2 separate regions of the Sus scrofa genome follow, and region 1 is linked to region 2. The links are chromatin contacts, called in public Hi-C maps. All regions are on one chromosome and are shown on one strand. Each heading gives the region's core, a stretch centred on a gene start, on an enhancer-like site or on the middle of the called end of the contact. The rest is flanking DNA. Distances are from core to core; before and after follow the strand shown. Region 1 overlaps FARS2 (phenylalanine--tRNA ligase, mitochondrial). Region 2 overlaps LYRM4 (LYR motif-containing protein 4).

What was found. Hi-C and Micro-C count contacts between places; a contact is called where the count stands out from the background.
Region 1: a Hi-C map of liver shows a contact between it and region 2, with 1.9 times the contacts expected there. The contact joins two enhancer-like sites. A contact is called at or near these places in 14 of 47 Hi-C or Micro-C datasets (alveolar macrophages, blood, embryonic fibroblasts and 8 more) and 1 of 2 datasets of contacts at active chromatin or transcription factors (skeletal muscle).

Annotation. Positions count from the first base shown.
Region 1 is chr7:3,231,364-3,238,039 of Sscrofa11.1, forward strand. All of the region lies in intron 1 of FARS2 (phenylalanine--tRNA ligase, mitochondrial), which reads left to right. Among named protein-coding and RNA genes, the nearest start is that of FARS2, 41 kb to the left of the region's middle. Within about 2 kb of position 1,283, at least 4 of the 83 cell types and tissues checked have an H3K27ac peak or open chromatin away from gene starts, as enhancers often do. A contact at or near this core is called in liver, where this site is marked.
Region 2 is chr7:3,094,697-3,101,841 of Sscrofa11.1, forward strand. All of the region lies in intron 2 of LYRM4 (LYR motif-containing protein 4), which reads right to left. Among named protein-coding and RNA genes, the nearest start is that of PPP1R3G, 49 kb to the left of the region's middle. Within about 2 kb of position 3,760, at least 12 of the 83 cell types and tissues checked have an H3K27ac peak or open chromatin away from gene starts, as enhancers often do. A contact at or near this core is called in liver, where this site is marked.

The DNA of each region.
Region 1 (6,676 bases), core at 33-2,532, 130 kb after region 2:
TCAGGTGGTGAGATGCTTTCAGGAGGAGATTGTAGGAGCCTGATCGCTTGCATCTTCTCGAGAAAAGCAGTGCAATCATTGATGAAGACATCTGCGCCTCCGACTAGCAGCAACCTTCTGCTGAAATGTGTGCTTCATTGCAGGGTCCCCCCTCACCCAAATCTCACGTGTGCTGAACCCCTGCAGCACCACCCCAGCCTTGGGAGCAGTTCCTCCAAGCTGGGAGGGAGGCTGTCTCCCAGGCTAGAGTCCTCATTTTGCCCCCAATAAAACTGAACTCACAACTCTCGTGCTTTCTTTTTCTTTTTTTTTTCAGTGGACATAATTTATCAGACACTCTTTCCTTTGGGATTAAAACAACCCAAAAAGTTAGGTTGTTTTTTTGGTAAGAAAGTTCACAGTGGAGGGAAAAAAAATCTTAGTTCTAAATATATCATTTTAGAGTTATAAAATAAGATGGGCTTTTTCTCTGAAAGAACAAAGATGTGACAGTCTGATGGTTTGGAAAAGTCTCAGAGACAGTTTCATGCTCGTGTAACTGGAAGCTGGGAGTCTTTTCAAAGGGTTCCTAAAACCAAAGGCACTTCTCCACATGCATGGCAGCTCGTAAATCTGTGCACATAAACTAGTTTCAAAAGCCCAGATTTGTGTTTGAAGTAAAAGACATGCTCGTGTTTCCCAGGTCTGCGTTTAAAATGGTGCGAAGAACTATTTATAAGGCGGCAGATCTGGAAAAGTCCATCAGCATTTCAAAGGCTGATACTCTGTCCCTGAGCTCAAGTAAACAGTGGCTGACTCTGTCATCGGGCAGAACTGTTTACCGCTTTCTCTTGCAGCCTTTCACATTTTTTGGTATTTGTAAACATCAAAAGTCTTAAATTTTCATGGAGCCAAATACATGTCTCTTTAATTTATTTCATTTGCTTGTTAAACCGTCCTTCCTAGCCCCAGACCAGTTGAAGAATTACCAGTATTTCTTCTATTTTTTTCTTATTTTTAAACATAGCAGAACTCTCCTTGGCACATGGCATGAAGTGAAGACCAGATCATTTTTCTCCCAAATACTTAGTTTCTTAACACTGCTCTTATATAAGCTGTTTCTACATTGGTTAATGAGGATGTATGTTACTTTTGTTGGTTAATGAGGATATGTATATTGCAGTTTTATATATCTCAGAATCTGTTTGCTGTGTCAGTTCTTTTGCCAGTTTTCATTATTGTTGCTTCTTATGTTTCACAAATTCCTGGACTTTGGGATGATGTTTAAAGTCCTTCTCCTACCCTCCCCACCCCCTGTAGAAATTTCCATTGGGAATTACATTAAACTAATGTGGCTCGAGCTGGCCATTATACCAGTCACTCTTCGTATATCCAAGGTATCTCTCTTTTTTTCTGCTCTTCTCTCATGGTTTGTTGTACATTTTGGTCATTTGCTTCAAAGAGGCCTCTGTATTTGTCCTTGTAAAAGATGTGTTTTTTCCATATAACTATCACCGGATGGCTATGGTTGGGACAGCCCTCAGGTTATCAATAGCCAAGAATGCTCTTGATTTCTAAAAATGTTCAGTTCCTTCCCTTCACCAAACTGTTATTTGTTCTAATAGTTATCAGTCGATTCATTTGAACTTTTTAGATCGTTATATTGTAGCCAGTAATATTTCATTACTTTCTGTCTTATGTTCTTCTATGAGCTAAAGGCCTAAATTTTTTAAATGATTGATGATAAAGTAGCTACTATCTGGTAGACATGATCTCATAACTTACCTAAGAGAACATCCCTCTTTATTGTGTGGAAAAGTAGTTGGAAATTATCACATTTCCTTCCTAGTGAACCAATGGAATCCGTTCCTGTTTTTGGTAGCACAAATACAATTTTAGGGGAAACTTGTTAAAATTGTAGCCTTGAAAACTTATTTAAAGCAGATTTTGTTGTTGTCTTTTTGCCATTTCTTGGGCTGCTTCCATGGCATATGGAGGTTCCCAAGTTAGGGGTCGAATTGGAGCTGTAGCCGCTGGCCTACGCCAGAGCCAGGATCCGAGCCGTGTCTGCAACCTACACCACAGCTCACGGCAACGCCAGATCCTTAACCCACTGAGCAAGGCCAGGGATCAAACCCGCAACCTCATGGTTCCTAGTCGGATTCGTTAACCACTGAGCCACGACGGGAACTCCTTAAAGCAGATTTTAAAATAGATTATTGTATATACTCTTTTTATATTTCTAGGCAGAAGCTTGGTGAGATTGGGAAGGTGAAATTTGGGGTTAAAAAAACGAAACTAAAATCCAGCCTTTATGGATGGCTGTCTTAGCAGGCCAATTGTTATGTAGACTAGAATCGGAACTTTTTCATTAGATACAGCAGTTGTCTTTCTTAAAATTACACCTGTAACTCTCTTGCTCATGAACTTGCTTTCGTGGTGTCCTGTTTCCCAGCTCAGACTCTCCCCTCTGCACAGCAGCGGACACCACCCACCAGGTTTGTGTGGGTGTGTTTGCCCCCCCCTCCCGCCCCGTCACCTGGTGCACATACGTGTCTTTCCTTTCCGCTGCAATCTGCTGCGTAGCTCTTCAGCTTCCTGAGGCCCTGAGTAGACCCCCACGGAACTGGCGGGGCCGCGGCCCAGGGCCTGCCCCCCCGCCCCGGTTGACCTCCCTCCTGATGAACCCCGCTTCAGCTGATGAGGGACCTCTCACCTCTGCCGGAACAGCGCACAGTCCTGGAGGTGGTAGTCTTCCTAGTCAAGTCCTGCCCCCTGTACCAGGGTGTGTGTCACTGGAGGTCGCCTCCCGTTAGGCGGAGGTCGGGCGCTGGAGGTGCCAGGCGTGGTAAAGGATCTCGCTGTCGGAGCTGCGTGGAGAGAGCCCTGACCCTGCCACACTCACTCCACGGGGTGAGGCGGAGGCCAGGAGACCGCGTGAGGAAGCAGTTGGACAATTCCTGGCGGCCTGGGCCGGGGCCGGGGCTGGGGCGGTGGAGGCAGGTCGGAACAGAAGTTGGAGTTCAGAGGTCAGAGGTCGTGAAGGCAGAGGTACAAACTCTGCTTCTGGAGCTAATGTGGCGTCTGAGAGAGGAGCCAGGATGACTCCGGCGGTTCAGACTTGACCCACCGGGAGCATGAGGTGCGGACGAGCAGCTTGGAGGGGCCAGCGCCAGATCAGGGGCTTATGCTGGACGTGTTGGCTTTGACGTGACGGACGTCCGAGAGGAGAGGCTGAGCAGGCAGCAGCGAACAGCTCTGGGGTTTGGGGGAAGCGGCTCTCGCTAGAGAGAGTTTCAGTTTAGGGTGGTCCTTAAACTTGTGAAACGGATCCCGTCACTGAGGGAACAAGTGCGGTTGTCCAAGGAGAGTGACCTGAGGACTGAGCCCCGGGCGCTTCGGTCTTTAGAGCTGGGCTGTGATGATGGCTGCACAACCATAAAAATATAATAACATTCCTTGAGTTAAAAAAATATCTCGAGCTTGGGCGATGAGCAGGAGCAAGCAAATGGACCGGCAGGGAAAAAAGCCCCTGAGATAAGAGGTGATCAGGTGGTGAGCTGAGTGCTAAGAGAACATGGCGTGTGCAGAAAAGAAGCCAGGCCTTGTCAAATGCTGCTGATCGGTTAAGGGAGGCGGACACCGGGAGCCTCGAGGTGGGAATCTTAACGTGTGGGTGGGTGGTCTAGACGGTTGCTGAAGCAGTGGGATAAAAGGCTCCTTGGAATGAACAGGAAGGGGTGGAGGAGGGGAGTCGGAGACCTCAGTGTGACACTTTGGCGGTGTTTTGGGGTGAGAAAGAGACTATCAGTTGGATGGCACTGAAGAAGTTGGGTCAAGAGAGGGAGCTTTTAACAGATGGAAATTTAGGAGTTCCTGCCATTGTGTTGAATCTTTTCTGCATCAGTTTCCTTTCTGCAAGATGATCAGGCTGGTCTTTGAGATTCTCTCCAATGAGATGCTGGATCCTACTTGGGCCATTCAAGTTCTCACAGAGAAACTGAGTATTCTTACAGAGAAATAATAAAAGGAAAAACGGAAAAAGTCAAGATTATTTTCTCTCTCTCTCTTCTCAGCCCAGTACAGATAAGAAACTGGGAATTACTGGTGTGTATTTTCTACCTTTCTCTTAAGTAATTGAAGACATCTTACCCCGAGCATATATATTTATGGTAAAAGGTAAAAATAAAGAGCCCCGAACAGGGAGGCAGAAAGTGGAAAAGAACCATCCAGAGGGATGACAGGTGCGTTGACCGTGAGGGCCTGCAGGTGCCCGGGTGTCGACCGGCGGAGAGGCGGGTCACTGCGGAGGGGCAGGCGGGCTCGGCTGTGTGTGGACCCTGTCTGCGGTTATGTGGTGGGCCGGGGCTTTGTTGTCTGACCTACAGATTCTCATTCCTCTCCTCTTAAGACTTGAATTTCAAAATGAAATTCCCCTCCCCAGGCCCTTTAAAAGAACAAGGAGTCGTCGATGAGCTCAAATAAAAGAACCCATTGAGGAGTTCCTGTCGTGGCTCAGCGGTTAATGAATCTGACCAGCATCCATGAGGATGCAGATTTGATCCCTGGCCTCGCTCAGTGGGTTAAGGATCCAGTATTGCTGTGAGCTGTGGTGTAGGTCGCAGACGCGGCTCGGATCTTGCATTGCTGTGGCTGTGGCGTAGGCAGGCAGTTGTAACTCAGATTTGACCCCTAGCTTGGGAACCTCCATATGCCTGGGTGCAGCCCTAAAAAGCAAAACAAAAACAAAAACAAAAAAACCCCATTGAATTGGCCCCTGTGTGTGCCAGTGGCGGGGTTGGCATTGCCCTGCTGTCCCTCGCCCTCCCCGGCCTGGCTGTGGGCGCAGGACAGCTCCTCTTCGGAGACCTACCTGCTGCTTTGTGTGCTTGTGGTCCCCTGAGTGGACGCCTGGATTTCAGTGACCTCAGCATTGCTTGGATTTCCAGTGACTTTGAAGCCCGTGGCCCCGGGCCCAGGTTACCTACGTTTGTGATTGTGATTCTGAGAGGCCGCTGCATCCGCTCCTGTGGAGAGGCTGGCCCTGGTTGTGGGCACAGACCCTGTCCCGTGGGGAGGCTCTGCTTCCCACCCTCACTTCCGGGGAGGGCACAGGCCCGGAGGAGAGACGGCAGGGACGTGCAGCATCGCGCTGGCTCGAGGGAAGGCCCTGCGGTGGGTGACGGGCTCTGCTTCTGTTCAGGGCGGCTGCCTGGCCTCTTATGCCCCCAGGCGGCCATGGGGCCCTCTTGAACACACTCTGCCCCGCTGTTGGCGGCGGGGGTGGGGAGAGGGGGCTGGAGGTCCGGGGAGGGGCCCTGCGGCTCCTCGCTCGCAGCCTCCATCCGCGTTAGAGGACCCGTTGCCCCAGACGGTAAACTCTGTTCAGCCCTGGAAGCAGAGCCGCGGGAGTGGTCTTGATGGGGTCAGCTGAGGTCGATGGTCACCCCAGCGCAGGGGAGAGCTGGGCCTGGACCCCTGACTCCCTGGGCCCCCCTCTCCTGTGTGACTCCTCGTTTCCTTTTCTCCAAAACGTCGGTCTCGTGCTGACGACTGAACGAGGGGCTGTCGGTGCGGTGCCCGCCGAGTGAGGCGAGAGTAATGGTCATAGCAATGTCACCGTTGTTACCCTTGTGTCACTCATCTGTCCTGTCACCAGCCCTGCTGCAAAGGGTGTTACTGAAGCAATGCCAGCGCTTAGGGTGTCCTCCTCTCTCTCTCTTTGCTTTCGGCTGCGCCCACAGAATGTGGAAGTTCCCCGGCCGTGGATGGAACCTGCGCCATAGCAGCGACCTGAGCCGCTGCACTGACAGCGCCGGATCCTTAACCTGCTGTGCCCCCCAGGGACCCCTGAGATGCTCTTATCTGATCTGCCGTAAAGGTGAAACATCTTCAAGGCCAGCTGCAGTTTTGATATTTGAGAAATATCAGAAAGTCCCAGGACTGCAGAGACTGTAAACCTGCTCGCTAACCAGAGTGTGTTTGGCAGGGGTGGCACCTCCCTCCCGGGTACCTTGACTGCCGAGCACCTGAAGGGGCGCCCTGGGCTCCTTTAAGTAGCGCTTCCCCCAGCGTCTCCGACACGCAGGTGCAGGGCGGTCCCTCTCTGTTCAGAGCAGCCGATGGGGATTAGCCAGGAGCCGGATCTCAGCTGAATGAGTTTCGTGTTTGAGGAGCGCAGACAATTAAATGCAGGAAAGCAGCTCGGGGAGGCGGCTTGAACTTTAAGAATGCCCCCCCCCCTTTTCCTCGCGTCTCCCACTTCGCCCTGAGATTTTTCACATTTATATTAATTTTCTCCACGGCTCGCATTAGGTTATATAATAGAATGTGAATTTGAAATAAATGTCAAAATCAGAAAATAAGGCTGTCATCCTTCACAGGCAGCTATGGAGAACATGGACTCCTCTTTTTGAAGCATTTTTTGTCACACGAAGCACAGCTTGTCACCAACAGAACTAGGAAATCTCTCTAAAGACTGAAGCCCCGAAGGGTGTTGGGGTTATGGGAGGATGTGGCGGAGAGGAAGGGCGGGTTGGGGACCCCTGGGCCCGGTTCGCCTCTCGCTGGCCCCGGGATGACCCAGCTTCTCGTCTGCAGAGTGAAGATGTTAAGCCGGGCGTTCTGCAGGGTCTTTTCCGTATTCACGCTGTGAGTGCAGGTTCGAGGCCCCCCTCTGCATGTCTTACTCAGCCAT
Region 2 (7,145 bases), core at 2,510-5,009:
ACGCTGAGGGCAGCGGGGAGGACGGTGAGGGCAGCGAGCACGTGCAGATTCACTCCCCGTGTGCTTTCAGGGTAATGCAATGAGCTCCCTGAGCAGGGTTCACTGGCGATGCCTGGGGCCTTGTTGCCTTTAAAGACAAGGATTTTCTTCTACATTTTCCTGTTGAGTCCATTCAAAAAGGCTCTAGAATTTGAAACGAATCCAATCCTGTTTTTTATTGTGGTAAAATATACACATGAAATTTGCCATTTTAAAGTGTACAGTTCTGTGGCATCAACTACCTTCAGGCTGTAGTGCAGACATCACCACCATCCCCTTGAACTTTCTTTTCTTTCCAAACTGAAACCATGTCCGCAAGCAGCACCGCCTCTCCCTCGGGCTTCCCCCAGTCCCGGCAAACACCACGCACATCCTGTCTCCATGATGTGACTCCTCTAGGGACCTCATACAAGGACTCACACAGGAGTTGTCCTTCTGTGGTTTATTTTTCTGAGCATAATGTCTTCAAGGTTCATCCATGCTGTGTCCTGTACAGAATTTCCTTCCTTTGTGAGGCTGAATGCGTGTACCGCCTTCTGTGCGTCCACCATTCACTGATGGACGCATGGGGTGCTTCTCCTTTTGGCTACTGTGAATGATGCGATGAACAGTGTATGCAAATATCTGGTGAGTCCCTGCTTTCAATTCTTTTGGGCACTGCCCAGCAATGGAACTGCTAGATCACACTGTAATTCCAGCCAACATTCTTTGTAATAATAATCTGTCCACAGTTTCCTACTGCATCCATCCATCCATCCATCCATCCATCCATCCATCCATCCATCCATCCATCTATCTTTTTAGGGCCTTACCCATGGCACACGGAAGTTCCTGGGCTAGGGGTTGAATTGGAGTTGCAGCCACCAGCCTACACCACAGCCACAGCCACAACAGATCCAAGCCTCATCTGTGCCCTACACCACAGCTCATGGCAACACTGGATCCTTAACCCACTGAGTGAGGCCAGGGATCAAATGGTGTGGAGACTCGTCAGGTTTGTTACTGCTGAGCCATGACGGGGACTCCCTCCTGCTGCCCTTAGAACAGGCTGGGCTGGGGGTGGAAAGTGAGAAGGCAGGACAAATCTGTGTTCCCATCCAGGGCTTTGTCCTAAGACAAACCTGGTTTACGACCTCGCTCTGCCACCTACTGGCTCTGAAACCTTGGGTTTGTTACCTAAACCTGGAGGCTGCTTCCTCACTTACAAAACGGGGTAACGCCAACCTTGTATAAATGGCTAGTGCTGGTTAAGTGCTGGCTCAGTGCTCGGCACACAGCGCTCGACGCTTCTGCTGGCTGCATTTCTTCCGTTTCTGGTCCGGGTCGTGGCTGAGGAAGGGGCGCCCAGGTGAAGGCGAGTCCCTCCGGCTCTGATCACAGCTTCTTCCCCCACGGGCCGAGCTGCCCTCGGAACAGACACCCCAGGATGGCAGCAGACCTTCCTGGCTTCCGGGGAGGCCTACCGAGAGTCCGGTCCCCGCCTGGTTCTCTTCTCCTTCCTAACAGCCTTATGACTGGAGACCACCTCACAGCCCCTCACACCAACCCACCCACAGGGCCCGATTCCTGGCTTTCAGTTGACCCTCAGCGGCGTGCCCATCACCACAATGCGGCCTCATGACCCCAAACAAAGAGGCTCCGCACCTGTTCGCCGTCACCTGCCTCACCTCCCACATCCCCAGCCTCTGGCGTCCACTAACTGACCCACCTCCTGTCTCCACAGCTTTGCCTACTCCGGTCATTCATGAGAACGAATGACCTTATGTCAAAATGTGTCCTTTGGGGCCTGGCTTCTCTCACTCAGTCTCCTGTTTTCAAGGGTCCCCGACGCTGTGGCAGGTTCTAGAACTTCATTCCTCTACGGCACGGACACATCATGTTCTGTCTGTCCACCCATCACGGGACGGACACTGGGTCGTTTCCACCTCCTGGTAGTGTGAACAGTGCTGCTGCGAGCACACCGGTCACCCTTTTGCGCGGATGCATGCGTCCACTCCTCCCGGCTCTGTGTCTGGGGTGGAATTCTTGGATTGTACCGCTGCTGCTTAAGCCTGATACAGAACGGCTGCTTCCAGGCTCTGTCCGGAGAACGCCAGACCATCGGAAGCCAAACGCCTGGCGCTGGCTCCACTCAGTGAGCGCTTTAAAAGGCCAGCAAAGTCTGCAGTTTGTAATCTCACTGTGTTGATACTGAGCATCTCTTCGAGTTCCCTCTTCTGAGAACTCTAGAGTCCTTTAAATATTGACTTTGCTACCTGTCTGTATCTCTACTTGTATTTCAAATCACTTCCCCTGGCTGGTGGACATTTTCATATTCTGCACCTAATGTACTGTTACTCTGGTTAATTAAAACTGCTTACTTTTTCTGTGGACCTGCTCCCCAAAAAGAATCACTGCTCTCTTCTCGATACCTCCTGTCCAGGCTCAAAGTAGAGGAAGAGTTGACAGGCTCTGTCCTTGCAAAAGCTGCCTGGGCACCACCAGCGGAATCATCTGCAGCAGGACACGTTTTTGAGGGAGGTGGAGCACCCCTCCTAGTTCGGCAAAGCCCCGTTTCTGGTCTGCCTCTCCCAGCACCAGCCTACACGAGCGGCTCTGAGTTCAGGTGAGCGGCAGAGAAAGCCAGGCTGTCTGTCCCACACTGACCCCCGCAGCTGTGACTCACCCAGCTGCTGCAATCCCACTGCTGCCTTGCCTCAAAATGTACTGGGGGCTGTAGGGGCCCCCAGAAAGAGGTGGTGCTGTCTTCCAGGAGTTGAACAAGAATTCCAAAAAAGACTCATGGTAGATACGGGCTCTGAGAGGGTATTAGGAAGTAAATTTCATGAAGACAAAAAAGAAAACATTTCTGTCAAAGTTCACGCATAGAAAAAAGTGATATTAAGTGGTTTTCCTTAGTTAGAGGATTTTGAATCGGTAACCAGTTAAGAACAATGAGTAATTTCTAGAGCAGGTTACGAAAGCCGTATGTACTATGACATTTGAGCAGTACTTAAGGATTACGTAAGAATATATTTCCAGCTGAAAACTCAAGAAAACATAAAGATGCAACAGAAAACAAACCTGGTGTCCGATATGGTTTTGGACTTAAGACTGGGAGCAAAAAGTGCAAGAGTGTTAGGGCTATGGCACAAAGGAAGAGGTATTTTGGATTTTAAGTCGAAGCAAGTGCTAGAGATCTTTAAGAAAAGTCAGAGGGAAAAATGGGCTTTTCCTGTAGACACAGAATTCTGCTCTCCACAATCATACTAATATGTGAAAGCCTTAAAGAAGTAAACGGTTCGTGTTTTTTGGTCTCTTTAGGGCCGCACCCTCGGAAAGTGGAGGTTCCCAGGCTAGGGGTCGAATCAGAGCTGAAGCCGCCAGCCTACACCACAGCCAAGCAATGCAGGATCCGAGACTTCTGTGTAACCTACACCACAGCTCACAGCAACGCTGGATCCTTAACCCACTGAGCAAGGCCAGGGACTGAACCCGTGGCCTTGTGGATGCTAGTTGGGTCTGTTAACCATTGAGCCTCGACGAGAACTCCCAGTCTTTTTAAAATCAGAGAAGGACCTCCAAGTGGTTGCTGTAGATCAAGAAGTTAATCCCAGAGGAGGAGGAATATGAGTGTTCACTGAGCACCTACCAAGTTCCCGGCACTTAGGCCGAGCACGTTATGCACATAACTCAGCGCCATCGCGTCAGCATCCTTAGCAAAGCGGCATTAAAGTCTCTGCTGTGGGGGTGGGGGCCCAGGGAAGCAGCCTGTTCCAAAGGACAGGAGCTGCTGAGCTCGGAGCTGTGACTCATCTGGGCTACGAGCCCAGAATCAAAGTTCAAGCCAGCCCATCACGGCAACGCTAGCCACACGGCTAATGCATCCTAACTAGACCAACAATCAATACCGCACTTCAAAGGTAGGCACCAGAACATCAGCTTCAACTCACGACACTGGTCACACTGTATTTACAGAAGCTAAGCTGGGGTTAGGGACCTGGGGAGTACGTTTGGTTTTAAATCAGTAGCTCTTTGCTGATCTTTGACGCTTTTGATTTAATTGTGCTTAATACTACGCAAGCTATTTTAAAAAAAACGAAGTTTAGGAGTTCCCGTCGTGGCGCAGTGGTTAACGAGTCCGACTAGGAACCATGAGGTTGCGGGTTCGGTCCCTGCCCTTGCTCAGTGGGTTAACGATCCGGCGTTGCCGTAAGCTGTGGTGTAGGTTGCAGACTCGGCTCGGATCCCAAGTTGCTGTGGCTCTGGCGTAGGCCGGTGGCTACAGCTCTGATTCAACCCCTAGCCTGGGAACCTCCATATGCCGCGGGAGCGGCCCAAGAAATAGCAACAACAACAACAACAAAAGACAAAAAGACAAAAAAAAAAAACAAACCCAAAAAAACGAAGTTTAAGATTTGACACGTTTTTGGAGGCAGGGGAATCGGTGCGCACACCGTGAGGGCATCTACACACAGGGTTAGCCTTGCAGGGGGCCACGTGCAGGTCCGGTCACGCTGGGGACCGCTAAGCGTTTCACGGAGCGGAAGTGTTTCAGCCTGACAGGTACTCCCGTCTGCGGCCGAGGCCCTTCTCTGCAGCCCAAAGAAAGTTTATGAATGTCACCTGGTGCTTCAACTGGCTTTGCACCTGTGAGCCTGTGAGGCCTGGCGCTTCCTTGCATTTCTTAGGTTCTTAATCAATAAGAGCCTGTTAAAAATCTAATACGTGGCGTTCCAGTTGTGGTGCAGCGGAAATGACTCTGACTAGTATCCACGAGGATGCAGGTTTGATCCCTGGCCTCACTAAGTGGATTAAGGATTCAGTGTTGCTGTGGCTGTGGTGTAGGCCGGCAGCTGTAGCTCCAATGCAACCCCTAGCCTGGGAACTTCCATATGCCTCGGGTGCTGCCCCCCACCCCAAATCCAACAGTGTACTTAAAAATACTTAGGAAGGGAAAATTTTATGTGCATCTTACTAGAGTTTTATTTTGAACGTTCACATTTTTTTCCCTTTTCTTTTTGGCTGTGCCTGTGGAAGTTCCTGGGTCAGGATTGAACCCATGCCATAGACGTGACAATGCCAGATCCTTAACTTGCTGTGCCACCAGGGAACTCCTGAATCTATCTATCTATCTATCTCTTTTTAGGGCCACACCTGTGGCATATGGAAGTTCCCAGGCTAGGGGTTGAGCTGAAACTACAGCTGCCAGCCTACACCACAGCCACGACAACTCGGGATCCAAGCTTCGTCTGTGACCTACACCACAGCTCATGGCAACGCCAGATTCTTAACCCACTAAGCGAGGCCAGGGATCGAACCTGCATCCTCATGGATTCTAGTCGCGTTTTGTTATTGCTGAGCCACGACAGGAACTCCCCTGAACTTACATTTTTAAAATCTGGAGTTTTCGTGTCTATAAAAAGTAACTGCACATTTGTTACATCTGTGGAGTTAACAAAAAGATGGCAGTGTCGGCGGCAGAGGCCTGGTGGGAACAGCGGAGGTGAGGAGGTGGGGGTGCTGTGGCCCAGGGTGGCACGTTCCACAGTTCCTATTAAACGTGCGATGTTGCCCCAGCAGTAAAGTATGCGATCTCAGCTGACAGGCCGCAGTCTGATCTGCCAGGGTCCCTGCCCTGCGATGGGGGTTAACTGTAGTGTCCATTCAAGGGGGTGGAGGGAGGCCCAGAACAAGCCCTGTTTCTGGTGTGTCAATGGTGGGGTCTGCAGAGGAGACAGAAACTGGGTCACAGGATGCCCCCACGTGTGGAGGGCCTGAAGCCAGAAGAGAAGGGTGGGGTAGGACCAGGCCGCCCTCCCCCACTGCGGGGCTGGGACGTCTCACCCTCTCCTGTCCCTGGACTGGGGTTACCTTGCTGGCCCCGTCTCTCACCTCCGCCAGGACTGAACCACATCCCCCACTCCCTAGGGCCTCCAGCTGGGAGTGAACCCCACAACGGTCTGTCCTCTGGAGAATCCTCACTTTTTTTTTTTGGCTGCATATTTAGCAGCTTGATGTGGAATCTCAGTCCCCAGACCAGGGACTGAACCTGGGCCGCAGCGGTGAGTCCGAACCACCAGACCACTAGACGACCAAGCACTGAGTCCTTGGCCTGGAGATGCAGGTGGGCCCTCACAGAGACCTGGTTAAAAGCCAGGTGAAGAAAGACGGAAGAAATTAACACAACACCGGAGTTCCTGTCGTGGCTCAGTGGTTAACGAATCCGACTAGGAACCATGAGGTTTGCGGGTTTGTTCCCTGGCCTTGCTCAGTGGGTTAAGGATCCGGCGTTGCTGTGAGCTGTGGTGTAGGTCGCAGATTCGGCTTGGATCCCGTGTTGCTGTGATTCTGGCAGAGGCCGGTGGCTACAGCTCCCATTAGACAACTAGCCTGGGAACCTCCCTGTGCTGTGGGAGCGGCTCAAGAAAAGGCAAAAAGACAAAAAAAAAAAAAAAAAAAAGAAATTAACACAACACCAAATCAACCACGTTATAAAATTAAAGGTGAAGAAAGTGGCTTTGTCATGTCCATCCGTCGCGTCCGAAAGGTGCTAGAGCCCTTGTGGCAAGCCTCAAACACAGCAGGCATCTCAGTTCTGTGGGGCAAACCCTACCCACCAAGGAGACAAGAGGCTGAGACTGAAGCCCCAAGTCTAAGGTTCAAGGGCGTAAGACGACCTTCCACCAGCAGGTGGCGGCAGAGGACTTTGTGAGCAATTCTGGCGGCGGCTCTGAAATGCTGGAAGGTAGCTTGCAACGGCTATTGTCTAAGTCATTTATGTGTTTGGATTCCGCTCAGTGTTATGTATGCATATTACTGAATAAAACATTCACAGTGTATCTTCCACCAGCAGCCGAGCTCCAATTCCAAGCTTCTGAGTCCTGACTCCGTAGGCTCCAGGGAGGCCCTCACATCAAATTGCTTTCCTCCCAGAACAGCCGCTCTGTGCCCCAGAAACCACTGCTTAGAGAAGGGGGAGAGCTCTGGCATGGCCGCACCGCCGGCTGGCTACCAGGTGTGTGCTGGGGAAGGCGCCGCCTGCCAGCTTCTCCTGGAGGCAAACCTGTCCTCCCTGCGCCCGCCTGGCCCGCATCTCCCCGACCTCAGGCTGCCCAGCAGGGCCC